Linked DNA regions of Canis lupus: region 1 is linked to region 2. Evidence: chromatin contacts called from public Hi-C data. All regions are on one chromosome and are shown on one strand. Each heading gives the region's core, a stretch centred on a gene start, on an enhancer-like site or on the middle of the called end of the contact. The rest is flanking DNA. Distances are from core to core; before and after follow the strand shown.

Region 1 (2,700 bases), core at 140-2,639, 200 kb before region 2:
CCAAGTCTCCAATAGCAATGGCACCAATAAAAGACGACTGGAATAATTAAAAAAAAAAAAAAGATAAAGAAATTAGAAGTAAAAATCAATCTTACAGTCTGAAAATTCGTAAAGTGCAACAGCAAGACTTTTAGAGAATGGGAGAAGGCAGCTTACCAGCCGAGCCGTCTCCGCTCTCTCTTCATCAGCTCCAGCCTTGAAGATGTTCACAGGTGCGAGGGAAAGGGACGCCTGAAAGAAGAAGAAAAAAAAAAAAATCAACAATCAGCTTGAATACCAATATTTAACGCGTATTGATGCATTCCTGCTAGAAATACGTGTAGGCATTTAAGAGAGGTCAGTTCACGGCAGAAGCGCACTTCGCACTTCTCCCAGCAAATGACGTTGTGCATCACCCCGGGGCGGAGGTCTGCGGAAGCGGGGACGAGGGGCTGCAAAGCTGTGTGAACGAGGGGATCTGCGGGCGCTCGCCCTCCGGGTAAACATCACAGCGCGGAGGAGGGCTGTGCAGGCTGAACACGGGGCAGCCCTAGCGCCGCCTGCGGCCCGGGCCGTGACCCCGGGGTCCCAGGATCGAGTCCCGCGTCGGGCTCCCAGTGGGGAGCCTGCTTCTCCGTCCGCCTGTGTCTCTGCTTTAATCAACAAATAATTTTTTTTTTTTTTTAAAGGCTTGGGGATCCCTGGGTGGCTCAGCGGTTTGGCGCCTGCTTTGGGCCCAGGGCGTGACCCCGGGGTCACGGGATCGAGGCCCAGGTCGGGCTCCTGCGTGGAGCCTGCTTCTCCGACTCTCTCTCTCTCTCTGTGTCTATCATGACTAAATAAATAAATAAATCTTTTAAAAAAAAAAAAAAGGGTTAAGGTGGCTTTGAGGCCGAGGTAGGCAGGAGCCTCCATCTGCGCCCGCGGCTCCACGCCCCGCCCCGCCCCGCCGAGGAGGGCGGGGCCTGCCGCGCCAGCCCGCCCCGGGCACTAGAAGCTTCTCCGCGCGGCTGAGCCCGGGGCCTCGGGCCCTGGGAGCAGCCGAGCCCGCCCGAGACGCGGCACCGAATGCCCGCACCCCCCACCCCCCCCGCGCCGGGAGCGACAGAGGGCTCGGCCGGCGGCCCGCGCCATGCGCGGCGGGCGGCCTCGCGGGACGGACACGAGGAGCCTGCGGCGACGGGAGGGCGGACGCGAGGGGCGGCGGGGGGCGGGGGGCGGGGGGCGGCGGGGGGCTTGGGCAGGGCCGCGGGGCCAGACTCACCATGGTTCCGCGGCTTCGGCACACGCGCTCGCCCCTCACGGCTCACGCCCGGGACCGGAGGGAAGAGAAGCCGGAAATGACGGCACACGCTCCACCGCAGGGGGCGGGGCCCGGCCGGCGCGCGCCGCTGCCGCCTGGCGCCGCCCTCTGGGCCAGGGCGGGGAAGCCGTTGGGAGCGGAGGACGGCGTCGGAAACGTAGCACGTCACAGGGAGGGGGCGGGGCTTCGGCTCACGCTCCGCCCCCTGCGGCACCGCCCACTGGGGGCGGGGCCGACGTCAGGGGTGGAGCCCGCGGCGAACAAAGGGGACGCCGAGCCTCGCGTTGCCATAGCAACGGAGTTTTCCGCCCCTCCCCCCAATTTCATCTTTAAAAATTCGCCCTAAAAATATCACAGATGCTCAGCTTTTCGAGCGTTAGAGACTAACAACGAAAAAATAATTCCCCAGCCACACTTCTTTCCCCAGAAGCAACCACATTCAGCTTGTGCAAGCTGTGCAGTTTGACAGGTGTTTTATTTTTTGGGGGGGAGGGTTACCTTATATTACTGAATATTTTTTATTGCTGTTTTAATTTTAAGCGTTATTTATTGAGTGACGAGGAAGACTTACACTCCTTTTTTTTTCTAAGTACAATTTTTTAATAAAGATAATTATAAAAGATGGAAAAATCAGCTCAGAAAGGCCAATTACTTCTTTGACATAATAACTCACAGCAATTTTAAATACTATCACATAAAGCATATTGGAGAAAAGAGATTTTGCTTCATAATTAGAAAACTCACAATAAAACTTGCCAAGAAAAACAAAAACAAAGCCATTTTGAAAATACAGTCCATGCCAAAGTAGTATAAAATGAAGCCGGAAGTCTTCAAAAAGAAAAAATTTTTCTTCCCAACATTTTCTCACTCGTTTATGGTTTCTGAACTTACGCTCCTTTTATTGCATTTTAAAAAGCGGTTTTTAATGGGACATTGTCTAGGACACAGTCTTGTGAAGGCTGGTGGAGATCTGTGCCCAGTTTGCTCATTTTCAGGGCTTACATTTTGCTCCTTTTCTCCCCTCCACTACTAGAGACGACTAGTAAACTCTTACATGATGTGTTGGTACAGACTAAGGTCGATCCCACATATTTCAGTTTTATTATTAAGAAACAAAACTTTCAAAAAATAAAGAAAAATAAAAACCAAAATTTTCAAAAAAATAAATAAAAATAAAAGACAAAATTTTCTATTTGAAGTTAACCGGCCAGGATGGTTGCAGTAAAATGCTTGTGCTTTAAAAAAATCTATTAGTTGTCTTTTACCGACTGATCCCCTTTTCTCCCTTTGACTAATGAATGGATCACTTAGCAAGTGCTTGGACTTACCTGCAGTTGCTAACACTGGTGGGTGTTTCCCTTTTTTTTTTTTTTTTTAATGATAGTCACACAGAGAGAGAAAGAGAGAGAGAGGCAGAG
Region 2 (2,700 bases), core at 183-2,682:
GTGCTAAACAGCTGAGCCCCCAGGGGATTCCCCCTCCCTTCTTCTTTTTTTTTTTTCATTCATTCATTCATTCATTCATTCATTCATTCATTCATTCTGATAGACATAGAGAGAGGCAGAGACACGGGCAGAGGGAGAAGGCGGCTCCATGCAGGGAGCCCTACGTCGGATGTGGGACTCGATCCCAGGTCTCCAGGATCACGCCCTGGGTTGCAGGCGGTGCTAAACCGCTGAGCCACCAGGGGATACCCCTCCCTTCATTTTAAAGAGAAATTTCCTTTTCTGCAATGAGTCGAAAATCAGAGAAGGGTTGTAAACACAGCTGTTCCATCAAGAACCAGATAGTCTTGCCTTAAAAGCCAAGGTGCCAGGGGATCCCTGGAGGGCTCAGCGGTTTAGCGCCTTCCTTCGGCCCAGGGAACGATCCTGGAGTCCCGAGATCGAGTCCCGCGTGGACTCCCTGCATGGAGCCTGCTTCTCCCTCTGCCTGTGTCTCTATCCGGCCCCTCTCTCTGTGTGTGTCTCTCATGAGTAAATAAATAATAAAAAAAAAGTCTTAAAAAAAAAAAAAGCCAACATGCCAGGCAACGTAGGAAAGCGGGAGGGTGGGCAGCTTGGGGGGCTCAGCGGTTTGGCGCCGCCTTCGGCCCAGGTCGTGACCCGGGGTCCCAGCATCGAGTCCCACGTCGGGCTCCCCGCACGGAGCCTGCTTCTCCCTCCGTGTCTCTGCCTCTCTCTCTCTCTGTCATGCATAAATAAACAAAATCTTAAAGAAAGTGGGAGAGTTAATGTGTCCGTGCGGACCAACTTGCAAAAGAAAAGGAACCTTAGTGACCGTCGTCTCCGAGCCTTGATGCTAGGGCGGCGGCCGCCGTGGGGCCGCGGGGCCGCGGGGCCGCGGTTCTGACCCCGCTCCCCGCCCGCCCTTCAGGCCCCACCTGCACACGCACGGGGTCACCTGGCGAGGCCGCCGCGGGGCCCGGATCAGCAACGTCCACGCCCCCCGTCACGCCATCACGGGACGAGGCGAGCGCAGAGCCGGCCAAGTCGTAGCCGAAACGCAACCCAAGCCCCACCGAGTGCCCGTGTCCCCCGCGCAGCCGCTGCCTCGCGCTCGTCCAGGAGCCGCAGCTCACGCCCCGGCCGAGAAGGCGCGACCGGGACCCCCGCCCCGAGAGCCGCGCGGACGGCGGCGCGAGCCGGGCACTGACCTTCACTCTCCCGCCGGAGTCAGGCCCAAATTCGGCCATTCTCTTGAACATATTGTCCTACGGAAGAAGCCGCCGCCGCCGCCAGGGAAACAGACCGGGGCCGGCGGGGTCGCCGCTCCCGTCAGAGGCCACGCTCCTCCCGCGCGGGGCCCAGGCGGCTGCTTCCTGGCGGAGCGAGGGCGCGGCGCCGACGAGCGGCCAAGTCCTGGCGGGAGGCGGGAGGCGGGCGGCGGGAGGCGGCGGGAGGCGGGCGGCGGGGCGGGCGGCGGGCGGCGGGAGGCGGCGTCCCGGAAGCGCGTGGAGCCCCGCGCGCTGAGAGCCCCACGGAAGCAGGAGCGCCGGCGGAGCGAGTGCGCAGGCGCAGGGAGCTGGCGGCGCGAGTGCGCAGGCGCAGGCCGTGGCCCAGCCGGCGGGGCGTGGCCGGGTGGGGCGTGGCCGAGGCGGGAGGGGGCGTGGCGGTGGTCCTGACGCGCCCCCAGGCCCGGTGCCTACGGAACCACCCAGAGGTTGGCTTTCGGAGCTCGTGCGGGTCGATTCGGAGGTCAAGTTCGCACACCCCGCTGGCCCGCCCGCAGCTTTTCGTCGTTTTCAGCCAGCCCTCCGAGCGTGAAGCGCCGATTTGTTATTTACCGGCTTCTCCCTTTCCCTGCTCTCTTTCCCGGAGGCGGTACCGCAGGCCGCAGAACAGGGCGCCGGCTCCCTCGCTGCGCCCGCAGGGATCGGGGCCGCGCTAGGCGCCTGCGCGTCGGCTGCAGCCTGAGATGCCGGCGGGCGCTCGTCGCTGCGGCCCGGCCCCTGTGGCCTAGGCTCCCCGGCTCTCAAAGCCCGGCTCTGACGTCAGCCCTCGCGCCCCCCCCCCCCCTTTTTTTTTTTTTAAAGATTTCATTTATTTATCCATGAGAGACACACAGAGAGAGAGGCAGAGGGAGAAGCGGGCTCCGTGCAGGGAGCCCCTTGCGGGACTCGGTCCCTGGATCCCGGGTCACGATCCGGGCGAAGGCGGCGCTAAACCGCTGAGCCCCCGGCTGCCCCCTCCCACTCTTTTAGAGGATGACGTCGCGGGGAACCTCGCTCAGAAGACAGACCACCGCGCCAGCTTTGGTTTCCCCAATGTTTTCCCATCCACTTTCCTGCCCCTTTCCCTGTACGTTGCGCTTTTTCCCATAAGAAGAATGACGTTTAAACCTTTCTCATTAAGAACAGCATGAAGGTTCCTTAAAAAAAAAAAAAACCTACTGTGCTAGATCTAGCAATTGCACTACTTGGTATTACCCAAAGGATAAAAAAATACCGCTGTTTAGAGCAGCGTTAGCAATAGTAACCACGTGAGGGCAGCCTGGGTGGCTCAGCGGTTTAACACCAGCCTTGGGCCCAGGTCGTGACCCAGGTTCCAGGGATGGAGTCCCACATCAGGCTCCCTGCATAGAACCTGCTTCTCTCTCTGCCTGTGTCTCTGTCTCTGTCTCTATCTGTCTGTCTCTCTCTCTCT

What was found. A called contact is a pair of places that touch in the nucleus more often than the background predicts.
Region 1: a Hi-C map of blood shows a contact between it and region 2, with 2.0 times the contacts expected there. The contact joins the promoter of CCT2 here to the promoter of YEATS4 in region 2. A contact is called at or near these places in 2 of 9 Hi-C or Micro-C datasets (blood and liver).

Annotation. Positions count from the first base shown.
Region 1 is chr10:11,919,605-11,922,304 of UU_Cfam_GSD_1.0, reverse strand. It overlaps CCT2 (T-complex protein 1 subunit beta), which reads right to left and starts at 1,389. Exons shown (of 17, transcript XM_038549988.1): 1 at 1,244-1,389; 2 at 157-231; 3 at 1-37. The coding sequence starts at 1,246. LOC111097593 (a long non-coding RNA gene) reads left to right here and starts at 1,559. Exons shown (of 4, transcript XR_005365404.1): 1 at 1,559-1,751.
Region 2 is chr10:11,723,122-11,725,821 of UU_Cfam_GSD_1.0, reverse strand. It overlaps YEATS4 (YEATS domain-containing protein 4), which reads right to left and starts at 1,432. Exons shown (of 14, transcript XR_005365402.1): 1 at 1,212-1,432.